Linked DNA regions of Drosophila melanogaster: region 2 is linked to region 1. Evidence: chromatin contacts called from public HiCAR-type data. All regions are on one chromosome and are shown on one strand. The core of a region is the stretch at or near the end of the contact, and the rest is flanking DNA. Distances in the headings are between cores, read along the strand shown. Region 1 holds the start of l(2)gl (lethal (2) giant larvae). Region 2 holds the start of galectin (galectin,).

Region 1 (5,424 bases), core at 1,996-4,495:
ACCTTATGGACCTGAACTGGGCGATAGCCATATCAGGCCATATCGTATCCGTATAAGCAACAGACATTCGTTAGTAATCGTGTTTAAATAGGTTCTCGCAGATATATCAAAATTATATAGCATAAAATCATTAGTTACATCATTTAACAAACATTCGCTGCGTCTTTGTTTTTGGAATGTGAGTGCTTAATCTCAAATTTCTAGCTTTTATAGTTCCTGGGATTTCGACGTTCATACGGACCATATCGACTTGGCTATTGATCCTTATAGAATCAATATGTATGTAGAATGTATATACTTTACATAGTCGAAAACGCTCCCTTGTACTTGTAACATTTATTTTAAAGAATCTCGTATACCCTTTTACTCTACGAATAACGGGTATGAATACAATTTTATTTACTTTTCAGACTATTCCTATTACTTTCTACCACGGGGAAATCAATGCAGACTACGAAGCAAAAAATAAACGTTTTACGAGCCATATAGATTGCAATTGCAAAAGCTACATTCTTTTCCTTTCGGACCCATTAATGACGCGAAAGATTTTAGGCCCGCAAACTGAAAGTCGTGTAGTTCTTGTCTCAAGGTCCACCCAATGGAGACTTCGTGATTTTTTGTCTTCGGAGCTATCCTCAAACATTGTAAATTTACTAGTTATTGGGGAATCGCTCATGGCTGACCCGATGCGCGTGAGTATTGCTTAATAGGGATACGTTTTTGTAACAAATAATGCGCTTCACACAGGAGCGCCCATACGTACTCTACACCCACAAGCTCTATGCAGATGGACTTGGCTCAAACACTCCGGTAGTGCTAACCAGCTGGATAAAGGGAGCTTTGTCACGTCCACATATAAATCTTTTCCCATCGAAGTTTCAATTTGGGTTTGCGGGACACAGATTTCAAATTTCAGCCGCAAATCAGCCGCCGTTTATTTTTCGAATTCGCACTTTAGATTCCTCAGGAATGGGCCAGTTGCGTTGGGACGGAGTTGAATTTCGTCTGCTGACAATGATATCTAAGCGGCTAAACTTTTCGATAGATATCACTGAGACCCCAACACGGTCGAATACGCGCGGGGTAGTAGACACCATCCAGGAACAGATTATAGAAAGAACAGTAGACATTGGTATGTCCGGTATATATATAACACAGGAACGGCTGATGGACTCAGCCATGTCGGTGGGGCACTCACCCGATTGTGCAGCTTTCATAACACTTGCATCGAAGGCGCTGCCGAAATACAGAGCCATAATGGGACCGTTCCAATGGCCAGTCTGGGTCGCTCTGATTTGCGTTTACCTCGGTGGAATATTTCCGATAGTTTTTACCGACCGTTTGACACTTAGCCATTTAATGGGTAATTGGGGTGAGGTAGAAAACATGTTCTGGTATGTATTTGGCATGTTCACAAACGCTTTCTCCTTCACCGGAAAATACTCGTGGAGCAACACGCGGAAAAATTCCACACGCCTTCTAATTGGAGCATATTGGCTCTTTACAATTATCATTACATCTTGCTACACAGGTTCCATCATAGCATTCGTAACGTTGCCAGCTTTTCCGGACACCGTTGACTCTGTGTTGGATCTGCTGGGATTGTTCTTTCGCGTTGGAACCCTGAGTAAGAAAAGGTTAGGCTCGCTACATTTGTATATAATATTTGGGCTTCTTACTTAAAGACAATGGTGGCTGGGAGACCTGGTTCCAGAACTCGACCCATATACCGACGTCTAGATTGTACAAGAAAATGGAGTTTGTCGGGTCCGTAGATGAGGGCATTGGCAACGTTACCCAGAGCTTCTTTTGGAACTATGCCTTTCTTGGCTCAAAGGCTCAGCTCGAATACCTGGTGCAGTCAAATTTTTCAGATGAGTAAGATCGATCCTTTATTTTTAATCTTCCCACCGTAAACGATATCCTCTTTTAGAAATATTTCCCGCCGATCGGCGCTTCATTTGAGTGAAGAGTGTTTTGCTCTTTTCCAAATAGGATTTCTGTTTCCCCGAGAGTCAGTGTATAAAATCAAAATCGACTCGATGATATTACTTGCCCAGCAAAGTGGTCTTATTGCAAAAATCAATAACGAGGTAAGCTGGGTCATGCAGCGATCATCTTCAGGACGCCTGCTCCAGGCAAGTTCTTCGAATTCCTTACGCGAAATAATTCAGGAAGAGCGCCAATTGACTACAGCGGACACAGAAGGAATGTTCCTGCTCATGGCACTGGGCTACTTTCTAGGAGCCACAGCCCTGGTATCCGAGATCGTCGGTGGGATTACCAACAAGTGCCGCCAAATAATCAAGCGCTCCCGCAAGTCGGCCGCCTCCTCTTGGTCGTCGGCGTCAAGTGGGTCAATGCTTCGCACTAATGCCGAGCAACTTTCCCATGATAAGCGAAAGGCCAATAGACGCGAGGCTGCTGAGGTTGCTCAAAAAATGAGTTTTGGAATGCGCGAGTTAAATCTTACCCGCGCAACGCTTCGGGAAATATACGGAAGCTACGGGGCACCTGAAACAGATCATGGTCAGCTAGACATCGTCCACACTGAGTTTCCAAACAGTTCTGCAAAATTAAATAATATTGAAGACGAAGAATCTCGGGAAGCTCTTGAATCTCTGCAGCGTTTAGACGAATTTATGGACCAGATGGATAACGACGGCAATCCTTCCTCACATACATTCCGTATTGACAATTAATCACAGAAATTTTTAAATGCAAATACAAAATAATCACTTTAGTGCACATGAAATTATATGTATTGAAATAAAAAGTTTGATGCAACAACAAATTTTACAGTTGTTTGGTATTTTGTATGGGAAAGTTTGTGGCAATATATGGTTTTACTTGAAAGCGGATTGGACATGGTCACACTGCCCACAAATCACAACATTGCGTTATAAATGAAGCACATCTAGTTTTGTGTTAAGAAAGTGGTTCACAATTTATATAGCAGGTTATGGTAAAACATCGATCGTTCCGAAAAATTCCGCTCGTTGGCACATTTTCTAAATTTTTCGTGCGACAGCGGTGATTATTATATGATATTATTATGATTATATATACAAAAATTATTATAATTATATAAAAGTTGGCGACCATATCAAAAAGGTTGCTATAAAAACAAATGGCAATTTATAGCGGAGTTTCACTCCCAAAGCGATGTTCTCCACCCATTCCAGTCAGTCATGGTAAATATACCTTCTAAAAAATATATGATTTTTTCGATAGAGATACACGGGCACACTAGACCCACCGATCGCGACTTTGTGTGTGTTAAAATGACGCGCATATCGTTTTGGGCTAATAATATTGTTCACGTTTTATAAAACAGATACACGGTTAAGCTCTGACCGGTCGTATTATTATCTGTGTGTTCTTGGTTGACACGTTTATTTCATTTATTCTCATTTAAAGCAACGATGTGAAGAACAGTGCGGGCGTTTCTCAACATAAGAATACATACAAACTTATGCGTGATGGTGAGCAAATAAAATAGTTCAAAAAATTACTCGGCCACCGCCTTAACCGTACAAACGGAAATACATAAAGGTAAAGGGCTCAACAACAGTATTACTGATTAGGCAATTGATTTATATTTCAAACTTCTTAAATAAAGTGTCCACAAATATGTATGTTCTTAGCATAGAGGCGTAGTCGGTGAGTCAGCCACGCCAACAGTTAACAGTCGTCATTTTGCTGTCTGTCTAACACGCAATTTGTGTGTGTATATGTGAATAAACAGATACCGGTATGCAATCGCAAAGCTGGTCAACTGTAAAGATCGGTATGTACTCAAAATTAGGTCATCACCTTGTTATGCAGATACATTTGGGAAACAGTTGACTTACTTGGTATTGGTTATCAGCCGAAAAGCAAATGGTGATACGGTTTTGCACCTCAGCTTACTCACGGATACATACCTACGTACATAAATGTATGTATACGGTATACAGTCTTAGAAAAAATATTAGTACCGACCAGCTAGCGTTTGCCTAAAACGCTTTTACAAAAATAAACGTATATGTTTTAAGTTGTTTTTTGTCCTAATTAATACATTTATTATTATTTATTTATGAATTTTAGAGCTTTAATAGTAACTAAATTGTTTAAACAAACTTTAAAAAAGATTTACAAATAAAAAAATATTTCGTGTGCGTGACGGAATTGCTAGTTCATTAAAGGGAGGTACATATGTACATACATACACATTGCAAAGAGTACAGATCGCTCATCATTTCATTTTTCCTAATGTACATATACATATGTACAAACATGTTTATTAAACTGCCTACATGCAAATCTTTGAAGTTTTAAGAAAATAAGCACAACTAGTTTGGAAAATCTTGGGAGCCAAGATCTATCTGTCCACTGATTTTCCTATGACTTCAAGAATGTAAAACCCTTTTTGTTAAACAAATTTTGATTAAAGTATACCAGAATAATATTAAACGTATCGTCCGTATCTATAAAAGGTATTAATAGTATTACCTAAATTTAAATTCTCGGTTTTATTCATAAGAGTGAAAAAATATACAAGTTCCTTTTTAATTTTTTACTTATTGAAAATTTGATTAATTTTTATTATTATTTTCAGTTTAGAATAAATTCGGCCACAATTAATATACTTATTTATTCATCAAAACCAAACCACCACAAGAGCATAACCAATCATGTTAAAGTTTATCAGAGGAAAAGGGCAGCAGCCCAGTGCTGACAGACAACGCTACATCGTAAGGTAAAACAAACAATTTTCTCTTTCCGTTCTATTTTTTTTTTTTTAAGTATTTGTAGCCGATTGGTATATTTTGTGGGGTCATTTATTTTGATCTTGGGTGGTAAATACATTTTTATGGAAGTTAGAAGAAAGCTTATAATTTATGAGGAATAAATAAATACCTCCTTTTGAATCTTTTGTTATGTCTTCTCCTATGTGCATACTTTTGGGCATTAACATTTAGGTAAATTTTTTCCACCGCAACTACAAGTAAACCGCATACACACACAGTATTTTGTAGACTCGCGCCACAAAGCACCGCATAAAAAAGGTTACGGTGCTTTTTTGCTCGTTTCTTTTGTGCACTCCTTCTATGCGGTGCCAAATATGAGGAGGTACCTGAAGCTTGGTTGATTTTGTGAGTGTCTTTTTCCACAGCATATTTTTGTGTATTGGCTACTTTAAAAATTCTATTATATCGTTGTGCTCGTAATGTTGTCCATTCCTTTTAAATATTTTCGAATTAAATATACCATAGATGTTTCCCTATTACCATAATAGTTTAATAAATATACGTATATGAAATTTTTTTTATCCTATGTTAGTATAAACATGTTATTCAACAAATAAAAGTAGGTCAGAGGTAATCGCCATCCAGCTCCAGAAAGAGGGGGGAGCTGATAAGATTGCGTTTATGTACCTAA
Region 2 (5,424 bases), core at 1,480-3,979, 50 kb before region 1:
GGAAATCTGAATAGCCAGAACTAAAAAATTAAATATTCGTCTAATTCAAGGGATGTACTTTTTTAACCACAGAACTCTTTATGAATCGCTTATCGAAATGTATTTGTTTTTAGACATTAAGGAATGAATCAACATCGTACTTGCTCGCTACCGCACATTGAAAATCGAAAAGTCACTGTAACTTAAATACTGCGCATGTAAATAATATACTTTTAGTTCCTTAGAATTCGCTGTTGATGAATATATTCTGCCCTAAAACGTTCTTTTCAGCCTTCAGGAGCTCAAAGGATTTTAATGTTATTTAACAAAATGGTTTGGTTGCCAGATATTTAGCTGTTATTATTGTCTCCCTTTTCGCGAGTTACACGCTTGAAGAGAATTGAAGCTACGCCGCTATGACAACGCCAAAAGCTCTTTGAACTCGACATATAAAAACGACGATATATGTATGTATGTATACACCCTTAACAGATGTGCAAATAAATGGCGAGTAAGCTCCTGAATTGACTTGTGTTGAGAGCTTATCGCTTTAAATAATTATGAAGAGTGGCTAGGGTTCAGACTTGACTAAGTGCTAAAGCCACCCACCTTGTCAGACCACGACTATGTCAAACAGTTGTTTCGAGCTCCCCCAGCACGCGAATGGGGGAATTACTGCGGAGTACGCTAAAAGCCAAGACAAAGATGAAAAAGAGAAGAGCAATTGTACATGATGTGACAAACGCACGCATGTACGTATATAAGCACAACCGCTAAGCCACAGCAATTGCGCTCAATTTATCCGATTACGCACTTTTAATTCATTTCCATCCACCACCTCGATGTCGCTGATGCAATCCAAAGGAAAGTGTGTTGTGCTCTCCACCTGTAGAAAACTGTTGTGCAGTTCCATTGTCGTACCGTCCAAGGCATCCATATTTCGGTCACAGTATACACTCGCCTCAATAGCTGCAAAATCAATGTGTGCCTTCCGATGCCTTGAGGGCTGACGCTCGCGGCAATAAAATCCAAACAGTTAAACTTCGCTCGATTTTGTAGGTATTCTGCCACAGAACATCTGACAGATCAACGAGTTCTATAAACAGCTTTTGGAAAACTATCGCTTTGATACACAAAAGCTTTAAAAACACATTGCACTGGCGACACCAATCCTGCTTTAAAATCGCAGTGGCGCCATTATACACAACTCATTTAAACTACATAGTGAAGTGCCTGAACTTAATTAAAACAACAGTGGCGCCATTGTGTATATTGGCGTCAGTGTGGAGTTTTTTTAAATTGGTGTCAGCGCTAAAGAAACCACCCTGTCCGACCGCGACTGTGCGAACAGCTATTAAAAGCTCCCCCACAACGCGAATAGGGGAATTACTGCGGAGTACGCTAAATGTCAAAACAAAGACGAAAAAAGAGAAAAACATTTGTACGTGATGCGTACAAACACATGTTTACACTTTAAGCACTATCACTAAACCACTCAGTATTTGCGCTATAGTATCCCGATTACGCACTTTAAATTCATTTCCATCCACCACCTCGATGCCGCTGATGCAATCCGAAGGAAAGGGTCTTGTGCCCTCCGCCTGTAAAAACCTCTTGTGTAGTTCCGTTGTCGTATCGTCAAAGGCATCCATATTTAGGACACAGTCTGCACCCGCCTCAATGGCTGCAAAATCTATGCCTGCCTTCCGATGCATTGGATCGGATGTTTTTGACACCTGACGCAACCAAAGCTCGCGGCAATGAAATCGAAACAGTTCCAAACGGCGCTTGATGCGATAATAGTTTAAACTTCGTTCGATATTAAAAGTGTTCTGCCACAGAGCATCTGACAGATCGACGAGTTCGCGAACCGAGTGGCAAGCCAGGAGTATTATTGCCGTCATACTGACTATGCAAAGATGGGGTTACCGATTTTACCCGATGCAAATGCGGTTTTGAGCACGGAGCTTATACGCTCTCTCGCTCTTTTGGTGCAATTCAGCGCGCTTTAATGTACGAGATTTTTTTTGGCTGAATACATATATACATACACATGTATGTATGTATGCATCTGAAAGCCAAAATACGTGTGCCTTTAGCAGCGGTTTGTGAGCGGACTGTTTGGAATTTGATTTTATGCCGGCCTGACCGAGGCCACCTATAGCTCAATACTTTTTATCAACCCCGAGATATGTAGCTTTTGCATTCTGATAACATTGTTTGTCTACACATACAAATTTAGTCATGCGTAGGTGCGCCTATACATATGTATCTACATTAAGAAACTTTTCTAGTATGTATATTCTTCATTCATATGTATTAGTACAGGCGTTGTCTGTCGTATTCGATAGCGGTGGTAGTTCTTTTTGGCTATTAATGTACCATAAAGTTGACGATGCAAAGCAATTAGTATCGACAAACTTACATCCTCATTTTTAAACCTCTGATAGGTTTCATCCTGGCTTCGTTTTTGCTTTCCACAGCAGCAAGTCATTTGTATGATGGAAATAAATTGATCTCGGAACAGTTGAAAACGTTGCTATTGTTCATTAGATAGCTGAAAAATAATATGTTACCAATCGCTAAGAAGACCTTTTTTAACGTTAAAAGTTTGATGCTAATAATTAAATAAAAACAATATTTTATTGAACAAGTATATGTTCTTCATTCTTAGAATCACTGGGGCGTTCACATAAACCTACATGTGTACATATTTTGACTTGCTCGATTTCAACAACCGCCACACGTCGCGAAGCTTTTCAAACTGATATTTTGTTTTGCACATTATCATTGTCTGAATCAGCCATTAGACCTCGCGCTGTGTGCTTTGTAAAAAGAGATTGATGTACATATGTACATACATATTTACATTCGTATGTGCAAGTTTTTAAGGCAATTGCCTATTAGCTGTTTTCATTCATTTTCCTGCTGTTTCTAAAGCAGATATATCACAACCGATTTTATCATTACCGAAACATATACAAAAGTGGTGTATATCAAATTGTTATTAATGATCGAAATGACCTGTCGAAGCTTACATTCTTTCTGCTTTTGAACTTAAATAAGTTTGTGAACTATCAATTAAGATGATGTTTAGAAAAGACGTTGCAATTGTTAAATTTTCAGCATCATTATTTATTTACATTATTTAAAATTATTTTTCGGTACCGTTATTATTAAAAACAAAAGTTTAATTAAAACTACAAAAATACAGCTTAGATTCAAGACTGTAAACCAAATAAATATCTTCCGTTCTGCTGTCTAAAGGCATATTCTGGATTTTATGTTAACATACACCAGAAGGTACATTATATGTTCAAAACTTAACCCAAAAGAAAACTTAAGCGCTGAATAATTAATCGATTTACATACGTAAGGAAATTTTTTCAACCAAATCGTGTTATTCTTTAAATAGTTGTACTATTCTTGACTTATTTTCGTGTGTAGACTCCAGCCATTGCTTTTAATAAAGTTAATACAACTATACTAGTTTTTAAATGGGAGTATACATTGTACACAATTACATGTGCATCTTAGAGGGACGTAAAATAGGTATTTAATATTTTCCAAAATAAAACCACATATTTTATATGAAGGATATAAAGCATATCTCAGCGCTGTCGTGTCGAGCGCGTACCCATGCTATGATGTGATTTAGAAGTTGGTCCTTTATAATACTTTGATAACGTTTTGCTAGTACGGGTCGGTCGGGCGTTGGTGCTGTTCCGTTCTGAAGGTTTTTCCGTATCTGCCTTTAACGGCAAGTCATCGTCTTCATCCCATCTAGAGTCTTTTTTTTCTTCATCGCCAAAATCCTCGACGTTGGAATCAATCTTTGATTTACGTCCTCGGCGGTTTCTTGATGATGAAGAACTAACATCAGTTCGCTCCCACTTATCACTAAAAAATACGGTAAACATTTTAAATAAAGTCCGTATCAATAAATCTACAACTCACTCTTTTAGGGAAATCGTGTTTTCTTCTCCTGCTTTAAATCCACGATTCAGCAGGGCCAGCTCCCGCTCGGCAATTGCTTTTTTATGCTCATCTGCCGATTCTGCTGCACTTAGCTTGGTTGTGGAATCGGCAAGTTGCTTCACAGGTTCTTCATGATTGCCTCGCTTCAGCTGAAGCTGTTGCTCCTGGGCCTGTTTTATAGAGCGCTTTAACGCACTTCTAAGAGTGTCGCGGGAGTTTTCAGGCGCTGCATCGGCTCCCAACTGAGAAAGTCCAATAGCCTCCAAAAGCTTTTGTCCAAGCGCAGCTTTGACTTCCGACTTCCGAACGGATACCGAGCCTGCTTTGCTATCATCAATATCGTCACTACCTCCATTGTCCGGGACTGGTTCACACACTTCGGGATTTTCTTTCGCATTAATGGCTCTGGCTTTAGGATCGCAAATGTCTTCCGGGACGGTACTTGTGGGTGCCTGCTTTAGCTGACCCAAAGATTCTTTTCTAACAGTTACCGCACTTTTCTTTGTTTCTCTGGATAAAGTCTGTTTCGTACTTGGAAATACTTCTTTTGAATTCTTTTCATTTGGGGATCCGCTGTTATCGAGCACAACGACTTCAGACGGCTCTGATGACCGAATGTCTGTTTTGCGCCTTTTAAAATTGTATTGGGATCCGGGCTGGGACTGCGGAGAGACGTAGTCATCCTCAAGGTACTTCACATTATGCGGATCGACTGCAAGAGGCGGTTGGGGATCGATCAGTACAATGTCTTCTAAATTAACTGCACTGTCAGAGCCAATACAACTCTGACGAGTTTTTCGCTGGTCTTTTGTTTCTTGTTGTTGCTGCTTAAGGAGTGAGATAAGCGCTTCATTAATAGCGTCGGCCGGATTTGATTCGAACTGCGAAAAAAGCACAGAATTGATATTCGACAGTTCGTTGCTGACATAAGCTGCCTTTGAAGTCGATAACGAAATTATGCGGCGCGTCTTGTCAACAGCAGGTAAATCAAGGGCACGCATCTTTCGTTGATGGCGTTTGACAGTTGGCACGCTAACCGCCTTTTTGTGACGCACAGGCTGCGGTTCCTGTTCCGTGGGACTGGAAGGCACTAATTGAACCGACGTTTCTGGTGGAAGTTTATAAGGCATTGCACTAGATAAGTCAGCCAGCTTAAGTACATCTTTAGTCGCCTGCGATGAATGGTTTGAAGAAGCAGACCCGATAGCTGAGGAAAGTGGATGCTGATCTTGTTGCTGAACCACAGGCAGCATTGGGGCCAAATATGGACCTAAAAGTTGTGTGAGATCTGTGTCTTGAAGAAGGTTTGTGTCTGACATTATAACAGCGAACTTTGAACTTTTTAAGCGGGACATTTGCTCATCACAGTTTTCTGCTGTCACCGGCCATTTTAGAGCCTTGAGAATAAGCATCAACAAGTCTGGATCCCTAATAACGCTTCCCAGGAATATTGCATCAGTGAGGCTT

What was found. HiCAR-type assays count read pairs that join an accessible place to other places.
Region 2: a HiCAR-type map of the S2 cell line shows a contact between it and region 1, with 2.8 times the contacts expected there. The contact joins the promoter of galectin here to the promoter of l(2)gl in region 1. A contact is called at or near these places in 13 of 107 Hi-C or Micro-C datasets (the Clone 8 cell line, the D17-c3 cell line, the ML-DmBG3-c2 cell line and 7 more) and 1 of 6 datasets of contacts at active chromatin or transcription factors (the S2 cell line).

The regions. Positions count from the first base shown.
Region 1 is chr2L:19,197-24,620 of dm6, reverse strand. l(2)gl (lethal (2) giant larvae) reads left to right here and starts at 3,245. Exons shown (of 10, transcript NM_164352.3): 1 at 3,245-3,272; 2 at 3,421-3,555; 3 at 4,601-4,741. Ir21a (Ionotropic receptor 21a) reads left to right here. Exons shown (of 5, transcript NM_001103573.2): 2 at 411-692; 3 at 748-1,627; 4 at 1,686-1,878; 5 at 1,934-2,798. The coding sequence ends at 2,702. It also overlaps asRNA:CR43609.
Region 2 is chr2L:69,062-74,485 of dm6, reverse strand. galectin (galectin,) reads right to left here and starts at 2,729. Exons shown (of 4, transcript NM_001258884.1): 1 at 2,682-2,729; 2 at 2,405-2,536. The coding sequence starts at 2,473. It overlaps dbr (debra), which reads right to left. Exons shown (of 7, transcript NM_001258883.3): 6 at 3,937-5,424; 7 at 3,096-3,879. The coding sequence ends at 3,591. It also overlaps asRNA:CR44987.